Regions from separate parts of the Sus scrofa genome. Here all the other regions are linked to region 1. Evidence: chromatin contacts called from public targeted proximity ligation data. All regions are on one chromosome and are shown on one strand. The core of a region is the stretch at or near the end of the contact, and the rest is flanking DNA. Distances in the headings are between cores, read along the strand shown.

Evidence for each region.
Region 2: a contact with region 1 is called in a targeted proximity ligation map of skeletal muscle, with 9 times the contacts expected there. A contact is called at or near these places in 12 of 47 Hi-C or Micro-C datasets (alveolar macrophages, embryonic fibroblasts, epiblast stem cells and 7 more) and 2 of 2 datasets of targeted methods (alveolar macrophages and skeletal muscle).
Region 3: a targeted proximity ligation map of alveolar macrophages shows a contact between it and region 1. A contact is called at or near these places in 1 of 5 promoter capture datasets (fetal liver), 1 of 47 Hi-C or Micro-C datasets (skeletal muscle) and 2 of 2 datasets of targeted methods (alveolar macrophages and skeletal muscle).

The regions. Positions count from the first base shown.
Region 1 is chr3:24,908,892-24,912,750 of Sscrofa11.1, reverse strand. DNAH3 (dynein heavy chain 3, axonemal) reads right to left here and starts at 1,591. Exons shown (of 66, transcript XM_021086503.1): 1 at 1,250-1,591. It overlaps TMEM159 (a long non-coding RNA gene), which reads left to right and starts at 1,924. Exons shown (of 8, transcript XR_002342386.1): 1 at 1,924-2,077.
Region 2 is chr3:25,192,744-25,197,010 of Sscrofa11.1, reverse strand. It overlaps DCUN1D3 (DCN1-like protein 3), which reads right to left. Exons shown (of 4, transcript XM_021086516.1): 4 at 960-4,267. All of the region lies in intron 19 of REXO5 (putative RNA exonuclease NEF-sp), which reads left to right. Among named protein-coding and RNA genes, the nearest start is that of LYRM1, 43 kb to the right of the region's middle.
Region 3 is chr3:25,283,463-25,287,488 of Sscrofa11.1, reverse strand. It overlaps THUMPD1 (THUMP domain containing 1), which reads right to left and starts at 1,471. Exons shown (of 5, transcript NM_001244282.1): 1 at 1,139-1,471. The coding sequence starts at 1,369. ACSM3 (acyl-coenzyme A synthetase ACSM3, mitochondrial) reads left to right here and starts at 3,426. Exons shown (of 14, transcript XM_021086514.1): 1 at 3,426-3,612.

The sequences.
Region 1 (3,859 bases), core at 342-2,841:
CTAGCTCCCTCTTTCCTGGATGTGGTGGAGGAAGAGAGGACCCTAAGCTTATTATTATTATGACCCCTAAACTTATTTCTCTATCCACCAGCCTAATTATTTCTGGAAATACTACTTGGTAGAAGTAATACATCATTGATGGATGGGCAAAGTCAGTGAAGGAAATCAAAAGGTACAGACTTCCAGTTATAAAATAAGTAAGTCAGGGGGATTAATAGACAGCATGGCAATTATAGGTAATAATACTGTATGGCATATTTGAGAGTTTTTAAGAGAGTAAATCTTAAAAGTTCTCACCACAAGGAAAAAAAAAACGCTATACATGATGACAGACATTAACTAGGCTTATTGTGATCATTTTGCAATGTACACAAATATCAAATCATTATGTTGCACACCTGATATTTGTTATATGTCAACTATACCACAATAAAAAAATAAAAAATAAAAATAAATAAACTAGGAAAACTTGATATGATGAGGGAGGAAAAACAAATACATTAAATATTTTTAGTCCCTTCTATGTGCCAGATAGGTGCTAAGTTCTTCACAGCCATTATTGTACTCACCAGCCCTAACTACAAACCTGTGATTGCTTTTCTCTTTCCTAAAGAGTTATTTTCCAGGTTGCTATGGACACGAGTCACAGAGGAGAGATGGATGAAAACAGGTCCCTGGATGGAAAGGGCCTGAGTCCTCAAGTCTATCCCCCTCTCCCTTTCACAGACGAAGCTGAGCTCAGAGAGATAATTCCTCTAAGGTTACACAGTAAAAGTCTGACCTGGGACCACAGCCCGGGACTGCTGGACCCCAGTTCATGGTCTTTACCAGTATGTCCTATGGCAGTTGTTCTCAACCTAGACAACTGTGCCCCCCAGGGGACATCTGCTAATGTTTGGGGACATTTTTGGTCATCTGCTAGGAAGGAAAGTACTACTGGCATCTAGTGGGTTGAGGCCGTGGATGCTGCTAAACATCTTACAATACACAGGACAGCCCCCTCAACACAGAATCTTCTTGACCAAAATATCAGCAGTGATGTCCAGCTGAGAAACCCTGCTGTATGGGTTGGATTTCGGGTCAGGGACCATGTGTTCTGGCTCTGATTTGAAACGGAGGATTTGGGATTAGACTTTTTCATGTATAAAATGGAAACACTAATCTAACCCATTTTTAAGGATGTCGCTGGGTCATGACATTTGCATTTGAAAAGTAGCAGTTAAAACCTTCCAGTCAAAGTCGTACTTACGTCACTGTCACTTGTCTGTCTTGAGCTCCAGAGATGCCTCCAAAAGACTTGGTTCATGGTATTTAGGCAGCGGAAGCCCTATGATCCTGAGAAAGCCCATTCTCACGCGCCAGTCCACCTGCCTGAGGTGGAAGGGCAGCTCTTTCAGAGCCTCAGTTTCCTCACGAGCTCCTCACTCAACGCCCGTCCGAGAAGCTCCGAAAGGCTGAGGGACTCCGCGCACTTTGCTGTGGCCACCCGGCGCTATGCTCTGGCCGCCACGCCGCAGCTTGCAGCGCCTCCGCGTGGTCGTTGGGACCTTGGGCCCGGTGAGCCCAGAAGAGCAGAGCAGAGGAGAGGCGCGAGGCGGGGCCGCGGAGCCGAGGGGCGGGGCGAGGAGGCGCGAGGCGGGGCCGCGGAGAGGAGGGGCGGGGCGAGGAGGCGCGAGGCCGGGCCGCGGAGGGGAGGGAGGGGAGGGAGGAGGGAGGGGAGGGAGGGGAGGGGAGGGGAGGGGCGAGGTGGGGCCGCGGAGCGGATGGGAGGGGCGAGGAGGCGCGAGGCCGGGCCGCGGAGAGGAGGGAGGGAGGGGAAGGGAGGCGCGAGGCGGGGCCGCGGAGCGGAGGGGAGGGGCGAGGAGGCGCGAGGCCGGGCCGCGGAGGGGAGGGAGGGGAGGGGAAGGGAGGTGCGAGGCGGGGCCGCGGAGGGGGTGGGAGGGCGCGAGCTCCAGCTCCTCGCCCCGCCTCTCGCTTCCTCTTCCCGCTCCTCTTTCCTGCGTTTTGCTTCCTCTTCCCGCTCCGGGCACACTCTGCTCCGCCTGCAGAGTATAAGAGGTGCGGCTGACAGGAGCAGGTGAGAGCTGGCTGCTGGGGCGCGGGGAAACTGAGGGCCCTGACTGGCTAGACTTCGCGGGGCGGGACGAACGGCAGAGCGCGGGGGCGGTGGGTTGAGAAGGTAGCTGGCGTCCCAGGACTTAAACCCTTCAGTCTGCGGTTTGGTTATTGTCCCATCCCTCCGAGCCCTCGGGGGACAGACACGCACACACACACGCACGCACACACACGCTTTATCCACACCTGCTACGTTTTGTGAAAGGTTTGTCTTCCCTATCCCAGCCCGGAGACCCTGCCCTTTCTTGGGAAACCTGGTTGGGAAGTCTCCAAACCCCCTCTTTAGAATTAATGAACACAGATGCCCTCCTCCTTATCAGGTTCTTCTCTAACGTGGACCCACCTTTCCCGTCAGTGCTGGTAGGAACTCCAAGTTCCAAAGGTGGATTATTCTCCCCAAATTAATGACTAGGTACTCGACTCCCTCCTGAGCTCCCATTTCCCTGCCTCGGTGCCCTTTCGGGTGCAGACCCCCTTCTCTACCTTCATCATCCCCCTTCCCCCCTCCCTTTGGATCCTAAGAAACTGGGCGCCTGCCCCCTTTCGCGTCTTCGAAGGCGGGGAGATTGGAACCACGTGAGGAGCGGGAGGCCTGGATCCCCTCGAGGCTGCCCCCAGGTTTCCTTCCTCCAGCCCTGGATGCGGAGCCCCCCCTCCCCCCAGCCGGAACGTTTAGGTTTTCCGTTTGCCCCGGGAGGGGCAGGGATGGAAGAGTTGGGGGCTTTTGTCGTGGAGGGGCGGCGGGCTGTAGAAGCGAGGGTGGGTTAGCTGGTGTTCTGGCTCAGCCCGGAAGGCGCGGAGAAGGCGGGGAACTTGTGTCCTACGCAGTGTAAGGGGTTAAATCTTCCCTCCGGAGACTTCTCAGTGCCTGCGGAGGCCCATCCGAGGAGTAAGTGACTAGGGGATCTGGGAATTGCTGTGTCTGTGGGATTCTACCCACTCTTGCCCCATTAGACTCCCCAAACCGGTCCGAGTGGACCTTGGGTTCCCAAGGCCCTGGGAGACCATTAAAGGGAGCTGGGCTTGTTTCTGCCTGTTGCAGATTTGAGATTAGAGGAACTGAGTACTGGGGGCATCGCAAATTCAAGTCGGTGCCAACTACAGCTTCTGAGACAATATGGGAAGAGAGGGGTTAGTTCTCCTCTGTTCAGGGGATTCCTTTTTCACAAAAGGGATTATAGCAGAGAATCTCTACCCAGGGTGATTAAAATGTACTTTAATTTGCTTCTAGACCCTGTAGATATTAGGTGCTACCTCTTCCCATCTCACATGATTAGCATGTGGGATGTTCAGTGTGGTAAATAAATGTATCTCTTAATTTTGTTCACTGTGGCAGAATCTTTTAGGCATTTGTGGTATGGGTCAGGAGATCAGTTTTAAGGAAGAAATGGAAAAGATATCTCTATGTCCAGCCCTACAGTTGTTCTGGGAAATAATAAAGTAAGAACAATATATTTGTTTGTATGAAAATAAAAAAGCATTTAAAAGATTAATATCTAACAACACATAGCTTTTATTAAAAATAAATAATTACATGAGATTGGAACAGTCCTGGAAATTCCAGGTTATCAAGTCACAGGGTATAATTGTGGCAGTCTGCCCCTGAGGTTCCTCTCTTGTTATGGAGAAGAGACTTACACACAAGTAAACAGAGAATAATTTATGGCACAGTATAATTGTTAGCCAACCTGTTTAGTGGTGATAGTAAATAAAGAAATTGGCTGTCACTTGTTTGAGAAGGACT
Region 2 (4,267 bases), core at 256-2,755, 280 kb before region 1:
TATCACCTCTCAAATTGTCAACATTCTAAATTGCAAAGGACATGGGCACAGGTACACACAGTTCCGAAACTGATAGAGATATTAGCTATACTCCAGAAAAGCTGAACTAGTCCAGCATGCAGTACGTATCATTACAAAAAACCTCACAGATCGCTCTATACGCTGGGACCCCGCAATTCCACTTCAAGAGAATTATCCTATAGTAATAGGATAGTTTCTCAAAAACATGTATAGAGGGGATATTATGGGGTCATTACAATGTAAATCTAGGTGGTTATTATTTTTAAAATTAATGCGTTCGTGTGTAAATAAAATCTCTAGTGAAAGAGATCTGTAAGAAGCAGCAGAAGACCAGATCCAGACTCCCTGACTCTTGAATCCCAGCTTTCCTACTTTTTAGTTGTGGGAACTTGAATAAGTTATTTAACATCTCTGTGCTTGGTACATAGTAATGGTACATATCTTACTAGGATTGTTATAAAGATGAGATTATGCATTCATAATATATTGTAGGTTGTATAAAGCATGGAGAGTTACAGAATATCTGTATAGTGTGAATCTATTTCTGTAGAAAAAAAATATACCAAGATATGCATGGGCTTGAAACAAAATCTGGAAGTTTATATGCCAAAATATGAACAGTATTTATCACTAGCTAATGGGATTGGCAGATTGAATTTTACCAAATGCTTTTCTGTATTTTTTTAAATCAGCATATATTGCTTTTATAATTAGAAAAAAGCATTCTATTGAAAAGTAACTTGCAAATTTGGATATTTGAGGCAGTGTTTCACTTTTTCTTTTTCTTTTTCCTGCTTTTTTGGGGTCTGCATGTGCAGCATATCGAAATTCCCAGGCTACACGTCAAATCCAGTCTACAACTGCGGCCTACACCTACACCGCAGCTCAGGATACTAGTTGGGCTTGTTACCACTGATCCACAACAGGAATTCCCAGTGTTTAGCCTTTTAAATGTAACTTCTATTAAGATCTGGCCCTATGGGAGGTCCCGTTGTGGCTCAGCGGAAACAAATCTGACTAGTATTCATGAGGATGCAGGTTCAATCCCTAGCCTTGCTCAGTGGGTTTGTAGGTGGCAGATGTGGCTCAGATCTGGCATTGCTCTGGCTGTGGTATAAGCTGGCAGCTATAGCTCCGACTCAGCCCCTAGCCTGGGAACCTCCATGTGCTGTGGGTGGGGCCCTAAAAAGACCAAAAAAAAAAAAAAAAAAGTCTGGCCCTATGAAAGTTGGCAACCAGGAGGCCAAACTGAAGAGCTTGATTTGGAATTGAGATACTACAGTTTTTGAAGTTCCCTTGTAAAGAGCCAAGTTCCCCAGGTATACTGCTGACCTCAGCTGCAAGGTCCTGAGAACACCTTGAAACCAAACGTGTTGCAGGATTTCTTTCCTGCTGCAGCTGAGTTCCAAAGCTGTGGGAGCTTAGCTGCTGTCTACCTCATGAGACTCCAGTCCTGAGAGACAAAATAAATGTCTGCCTAGGTTGGTGCTTCAGCTCTGCTCCTGGGCAAGTCACTTAACCTGAAGTCCATTTACACAGCTCTGTGGGGATATATCTACTTTTAAGGATTATTATGACTATTCAAAAACTCAGTTTTTGGAAAATGACCAAATAGTGATCTGGATATGAATTATTTTCCCTCTCTGAGCCTCAGTTTCCTCATTGTAAAAATGGCAACATTAGTACTTACTAAACAAGGTTGTTTTAAGAATTAAATTAGGGAAAGCCTACATTGTACTGAGGATCATCTTCTAACTGCAGGATAATAGAGCAGATGAGGGCTCCCTGTGCCAAAAGCACTCCCTTTGCTCCTAGGACTAGTCAGAGCCATTTCTTTTCCTGAATGGGTGGGGCTGGAAGTTTCCCAATGGGCCCCCACTCCAGAACTCTGCAGAGATGGGCCCAGACCATAAGGTCTCTGAGGCCCCAGTCTGCACACACTGTTCTTTCAGCTGATGCTCGGTCTTTTGGAAGCCAAAGCTGCCAACTTGGCCTCTTGCAAAACACACATTCCATTCATAAGTGCGTTTGTGCATTTTTCCTCCCACACCCTTCTAGACAGCCAGTGCAGAGCTGCCAAGGCAGCTGCTGGAGAAGCAGCTTTTCATTTAGGGGAAAAAAGCAACTTGAAAGATTTTCACAGAACTCTTGGTTTAGGCTTTGAACGTACTACTCCCCAACTTCTCTGGCCTCCTCACCCATAGTGGGGTTGGGTTGTTCAGGATACTCAGCCATGTTCAATTTCATTTCCTTTTTTCTTCCCCCCCTTGTAATACCTTCCCTATTATAAAGGAAACCCAGTAATAGAAACCTGAAAAATCCAAAAAAGTTAAAATTACATCTAATGCCACTATTTTACAATCTTTCCATTATTCAAAAGCAGTTTTTAATAGCTGCATAATATTCCAGTGTGTTGATGTGTGTCATAATTTCTAAAACAGTCCTCTGTGGTCAACACTGAAGTTATTCCCAAATGATGCTGCCAGTCATATCCTTGCCACATCTTTGGCAGATAATATTTCTTGAGGAAAAATTCCTAGAAGTGAAATGATTGGTCTAAAGACTATGAACACTGAAGGTTTTATTTTTGGGGGGGGGGATTTTTTAAAAATTTATTTAATTTTTTTTGCTTTTTCATCCACACCTGCTCCATTTAGGAGTTCCCAGGCCAGGGATCAAATCCCAGTCACATCTGTGACCTATGCCACAGCTGTGGTGATACCGGGTCCTTAACCCACTGTGTCAGGCTGGGGATCAAACTGGCAACACCAGAGACAAGTCGGATCATCAGCCCACTGCGTGACAGCAGGAATTCCCACTGAAAGTTTTTTAAATTCCAGGAAAGTTTGTGTTTGCTAGCATCAATTTGTTTCATATCTTTGTCAGTTTGATAGGTTAAAAGTTTCATTATAGGTTTAATTTCTGTTTGTTTGAATCCCCTTTAGGTTGAAAGATTCAATATCCTTTTTTCCAGAAGCTTTTTGGCCAATTTTCTTTAGTGAGTTGTCCATATCTTTTGCCCATGTTTCTGTTCTCTTTTCCATACTTATTTTTTAAGGTATCCTGTCAATTATTGCAAAAACGTTCCTAGTTTTTAAAGGTAGTACGTTTTAGAAGTTTGTTCTTGTTATGATTTTTTTCTATTTGCTTTTATGGGTAGAAAGTCTTGACATAACCAGAGAGCAATTTAATATCCATTTATATATATATATAGTTTTGAATGATTTAATTTTTATACCTTTATTCCTCCTGGGACTTAAATTTTAGCATATGGTAACTCTTCCCACAAATACTTAGATTTAATCCAATTTATCTTACTTAAAATGCAGTAAAAGAGCCTACATTATTTATTATGTCAGCCCACGTATACAACAGCCTTGTGTCTCTGTCTTCTGTCTTAACGCTAGTACCATATTGTTTTATAGCTCTGTATTGTGATATACTAGCAATTTCAGCACCACCCCAGGTAAATATTGTCGGCCTATGGAGTCCTCAGCAGCATGGATTACAAAATACTATTTAAAAGTTAGATGCTCTGCTGCTGACTGCATTGCTGCCATATTCCACTAGGACTTTCTCAGCACCCCTGAGGTAAGAAGAAAATCAGGATTGGAATGTTACATAGGAAGAATGTTATACCCACAAAAGACCATTACAGCTTTCATAGGTCAGGACATCCTTGGAAGGAAAGGAAGTGGAAGAGGTTAGGAGGCTAACTCCCTTGCCTTAACTTCCCAGGCAGACTAACGCTTTTGGATCTAGGTCAGAATTGAGAGCTAGAGAATGATTTGCAGAGCTAACGGAAGCTATGTGCTTTGGCAACTGATTTGAGAGGAAGGAAGAAGCCAGTACTGAGGTGATTCTACTATACTCTGGGCCCTCAGCACCACCTTCAGTGTACCATTCATGCTTAACGACAACAAGAAGTCCATTCCACACACATACAGTGAAGCTTAGCTGGTATTAGTATGAGTTAGTTGCTTATCCCTCATCTAATCAAAAATTGGATTTTAGCCATACAGCACCATGACACTTCGAATAGCTCCATGCTCTAGATATAAGCACCCAAATCACCCCCACCTCTATTTGTAAGGCCCTGGCTGGGCTCAAAAACTCAGGCCAAAGCAGATACAAGCCCGAGAGTCACCTGGAAAAATAAGTACATGTTTTGGATGAATACTTTTTAAGTGAAAAAGTCTCCCCCTAAATTTCCTTCCATCTTCCATCTGATGCTGACCTTGGTAAT
Region 3 (4,026 bases), core at 222-2,721, 370 kb before region 1:
ACCCTGACAGTCTGGGACAGAGTGAAATGTGCTCACCAGATGAATCATTTCAGGGTGGACCTTAATCCCATCAAAAGATACCTTTGTGCCTGACATGACACCACACTTTCGTGAGATTAAACCAAATAGTTATGAAGTTAAAAATCCTTACTCCTGTTCTACTGTGGTATCCAGTACAGAAAAAGTTTGAGACCTTGCTCAAGGTATCAGTACAGACAAGACATACACTTATTGCCCAGTTCTCTGCCCCACTAACATGGTTGCCAATCAGGCACTAATGGTAATTTTACACATTTATGGAGCTTTTGTTGCATACCAGGATGTTATTTTGTGTCCATAAGCAACCTTTTAGCCAATCTTTCAAAGTCCTATCATTATTCTCTTTTTTATCTAGCTCAGCAGAATTAAATGACAAGCCCATCCAACTGAGCTAGTAAATGACAATCCTCTGAATTTTAACCCCCTCCCGTTTAATTCCTTGGGGTGTGCATGTGTGCATGGGTCCAAATCCTACGCCAATAATATTATTTCCAAACTGTGATGGGACAATTAGATTTTAGACGGTACTGTTACAAAAGTTTTTACTTTTTGAAATGTATTTTTATATCTATTTGAGAAGCAACTATTAGACTAGTACTAAAACCACTATTTCAGAGATGTTATTGCTGAAGACTAACACATTAGAACAGTCGCAATGTTTAAACGGTAGTAAGATAGCAGAAACCGTAAGGACGAATGAAGTTTGTGCCCTTGAGAACTTGAACCACCTAGAACCTAACCTACATGAACCTGTGTCCTCGTGAGCAATACTTCACGAGGTTACCGCGAGACGTACACGTTTCTGAAAGGTCTTCAGAAACAAAGTCTGAACCGCAAAAAGCAATCTATAAATTGGAGCCACCATCGTGATTAACGAAGAGGCGGGAAACGCCCAAAGCGCTAGAATTTGAAGCACAGGACCGGGTAGAGGTGGGGAACCGAGGCACCCTGGGGCTCCTAGGGGAACAGAGGCAAACCACGCCCCCTCATCGCTACGGGTGCGGCTAAACTCGCGCATGCGTATACAGGAGCTGGCCTGCCACCCTTTCCTCCTCCCTGAAAGGCCGCTTGGTCCGCCTGCTCTTCCCCGAGCCGGTACCTTTTCTGGCCCGTACATGTCGTCGCCGTATTCGTTGAGCAGACTGTAGGCCTCCTCCACACACTTGCGCTCATTCATGTTGCAGGTGATGAGAATGCCCTGTAGCCCCGGCTCCAACTGCCGGGGCCCGCCGCCTTCGCAGCGCCGAGCCCGCTTGGCCTGCAGGTACTGAGCCTTGCCCTTGCGCTTCCCGCCACCAGGCTGAAGAGGCTGCTGGACGGGGGCCGCCATAGTGCTTGAGAACTGAAGCAGGCGGGCAACGTGCTTCTCCGCGGGCCTGGCGCCCTCACCTCTGCAGGCGCGGGCTGCTTATGTCATGTGTGCGCGACGACCTCTAGAAGTCCTTCCGCCAAGCCTCCTTCCGACTACAGGGTCCTAAAGCCCGCGGCGGAAGGCTGCAGAGTGGTGGCGTGAGGTCCGTCCCCGGCGATGATTGACAGCTAGTCGCTTTCACCTCACCACCGGAAGGAGGTGATTTACTGGAGAAGTGGCCCGTCTCTGGTGACAGCGTATTCCTGCTGTCCAGATTCCAAAACTGGTGGTGGGGCGCTTTCTAGAACCTTGATGCTGGTTCCAGCCGCCTAGAGTCTCTTACCCTCCGTGGCACTTGTTCCTCCCGCCGTCGTTATAATTCTGTCAACTTCCCAAAAGCTTCCAATAAAATCCTTTCTAGCCTAAATTTGCCAGAACTTGTTTCCATATGACTTAGAACTAAGAATAGTGGTTTGTATAAGTGTTTCACACTGCTTTCTCTGTGCTTTTATCCGCAGCCTCAGCAACTATCATGATAATGTGTTATCTTTTTTAAACTGAAAAGATGCCACTTTTGAAGACTGTGTTCAGGAGGAATAAATGCTCCCTACTATTGACTGGGGGTGGGGGGAGCACAACCTAAAAGATGAGAATCATGCTTTATTATGCGGACAACACTCAGGTCTTAAGCCCAGGACACAGCCTATCTGATAACTCTAAGGACTGCTCCAAAGAGGTAAGAGAGGAGTCAGGATATATAGGAGTTTTTGCAACCAAGACCAGATAGTATGAACATCAAAAGATTATTTCTGGTTAAGGGATTTAGTGCTTTTCCATGTATGGGAAATGCAAGAGTCAGGGTTCACTGAAATCATTCCTTTGATATGCACCTCAGCTATCTAGGGCCAGTGTCCTGTGCTTTCTCATCCGGAGTCTCTTGAGGGTACACTGGGGGGGGGGGAGGAACAGGTGGGAGTTGGTGGCTACAGTGTCTGATGGTTTGATGGCTGGCATTCTGTTTCCATCCTGAGTTTCTTCAGGGCTCACCATCCAGTGGATGCAGTGGCTGATGGCTGCAAAGACCTTTGGTTAACAGCTATGGTGGGCAGCACTCACCCTCAACTACTGCTCCAGTACAAAAGTTGTTGCCAGATTTGAGTTCCCACAAATTCCAATGGAAGTAATCTGCAAAAGGGTCATTGAACTGAAAGTCATCTTTTATTCTAACCCCAGATTGACCATTATATCCAAAAATCTTATTTTTGGCTTTCACCTTTGCTTCCGCCTTTACTTTTCAAAATGTCATTGGTGGAGATTGTGCAGCATCTATTTCTGGAGGTCCTCAGTTGCTTGTGAAAAGAAGTCTCATTACACTGGCCTTGCTGTGGTGTCAGGAGGCACAGAGAGAGCTCGCTGAAATTGTTTAGTTTTTCTTTTCATCCTCAGTGCCTAGCATAGTGCCTAGCCCATAGTAGGTGCTCAAAGTTTTTCAACTGAATTCAGCTCCCAAAATGATCGATAAAGTGATAGCGAAACCGGACTGTGGGGCTCCTGGGTGCAAAAGCCTTTTTGTGTACCCCATTTCTTGTTCTTAGGAAATGAGTCTTACTCAGCTACCATGACCTTCCCTGAGTTCCTATAGGGACATGGTCAGATAGTTACTGATCAGGGAGGGGAGGAACAGTCAGGCAACTGTACAGCCTTGAGGCAGGATCCTGGTTCCCTCTCAAGGAATACACGTAATAATATAGGCATCTTATACACCCAAGAAAAAAGTTAGATCCCTATGCTTCTTTTAGAAATGAATACTTTAAAACTGAACAGCTTAGAGACTTTCCTTGTCCTTCTCCCTGGCTTAACTGCACCCTAAACACAATCACCTGTAAACAGGACTAACCTCTCCAGGAGCTCCATGGACACTTTCCCTCCATGTAAATGCATTACTTCCCCAGCCTCCCCAAAACCTGTGGTGTATGAAAATCATTAACTTCTTTATTTTTTCCTTTTCAGGGGCACACCCACGGCATATGGAAGTTCCCAGGCTAGGGGACCAATCGAAGCTCCAGCTGCCAGCCTACACCGCAGCCACAGCAAGGAAGGATCCAAGCCACGTCTGCAGCTTACGGCTGCAAGATCCACAGCCCACTGACCCACTGAGGCCAGAGACGGAACCTGAATCCTCACAGATCCTGGGTTCCTCACAGATCTGCTGAGTCATGACAGTAAGTCCAGTAACTCATTAATTATAAAAGGAACAGTCTCAGGGGACTGTGTAAATCTCCAAGGTAAACTTGGCCCAGAACTTCTGCTCCTCCCTCCAGAATGGCTCCACCAATCCAGGAAAGGCACTCTGGGCACATCTTACTGCTTCTGACTGTCCCACAACTTTTCCATTCTCTTGCGGCTACTGCCAAGACCAACGTAGATAGAAGAGTTCAAGTTTCAGGGTTACTCTTCTAGAAACAGGTCTGCTATCATCTCCTGCTGTGTTGGAATCTGTCACTTTAGTGAGTATCACTTTATCTGTCTCCTATGCAAAGTTTTCTGGGCTGGCCCACATGTACTTTTGAGCAGAGATAACAAGCAAGCAAACAAACAGACAAAAAGAAATTAAAAGTGCTCTCCTGAAATCCTGG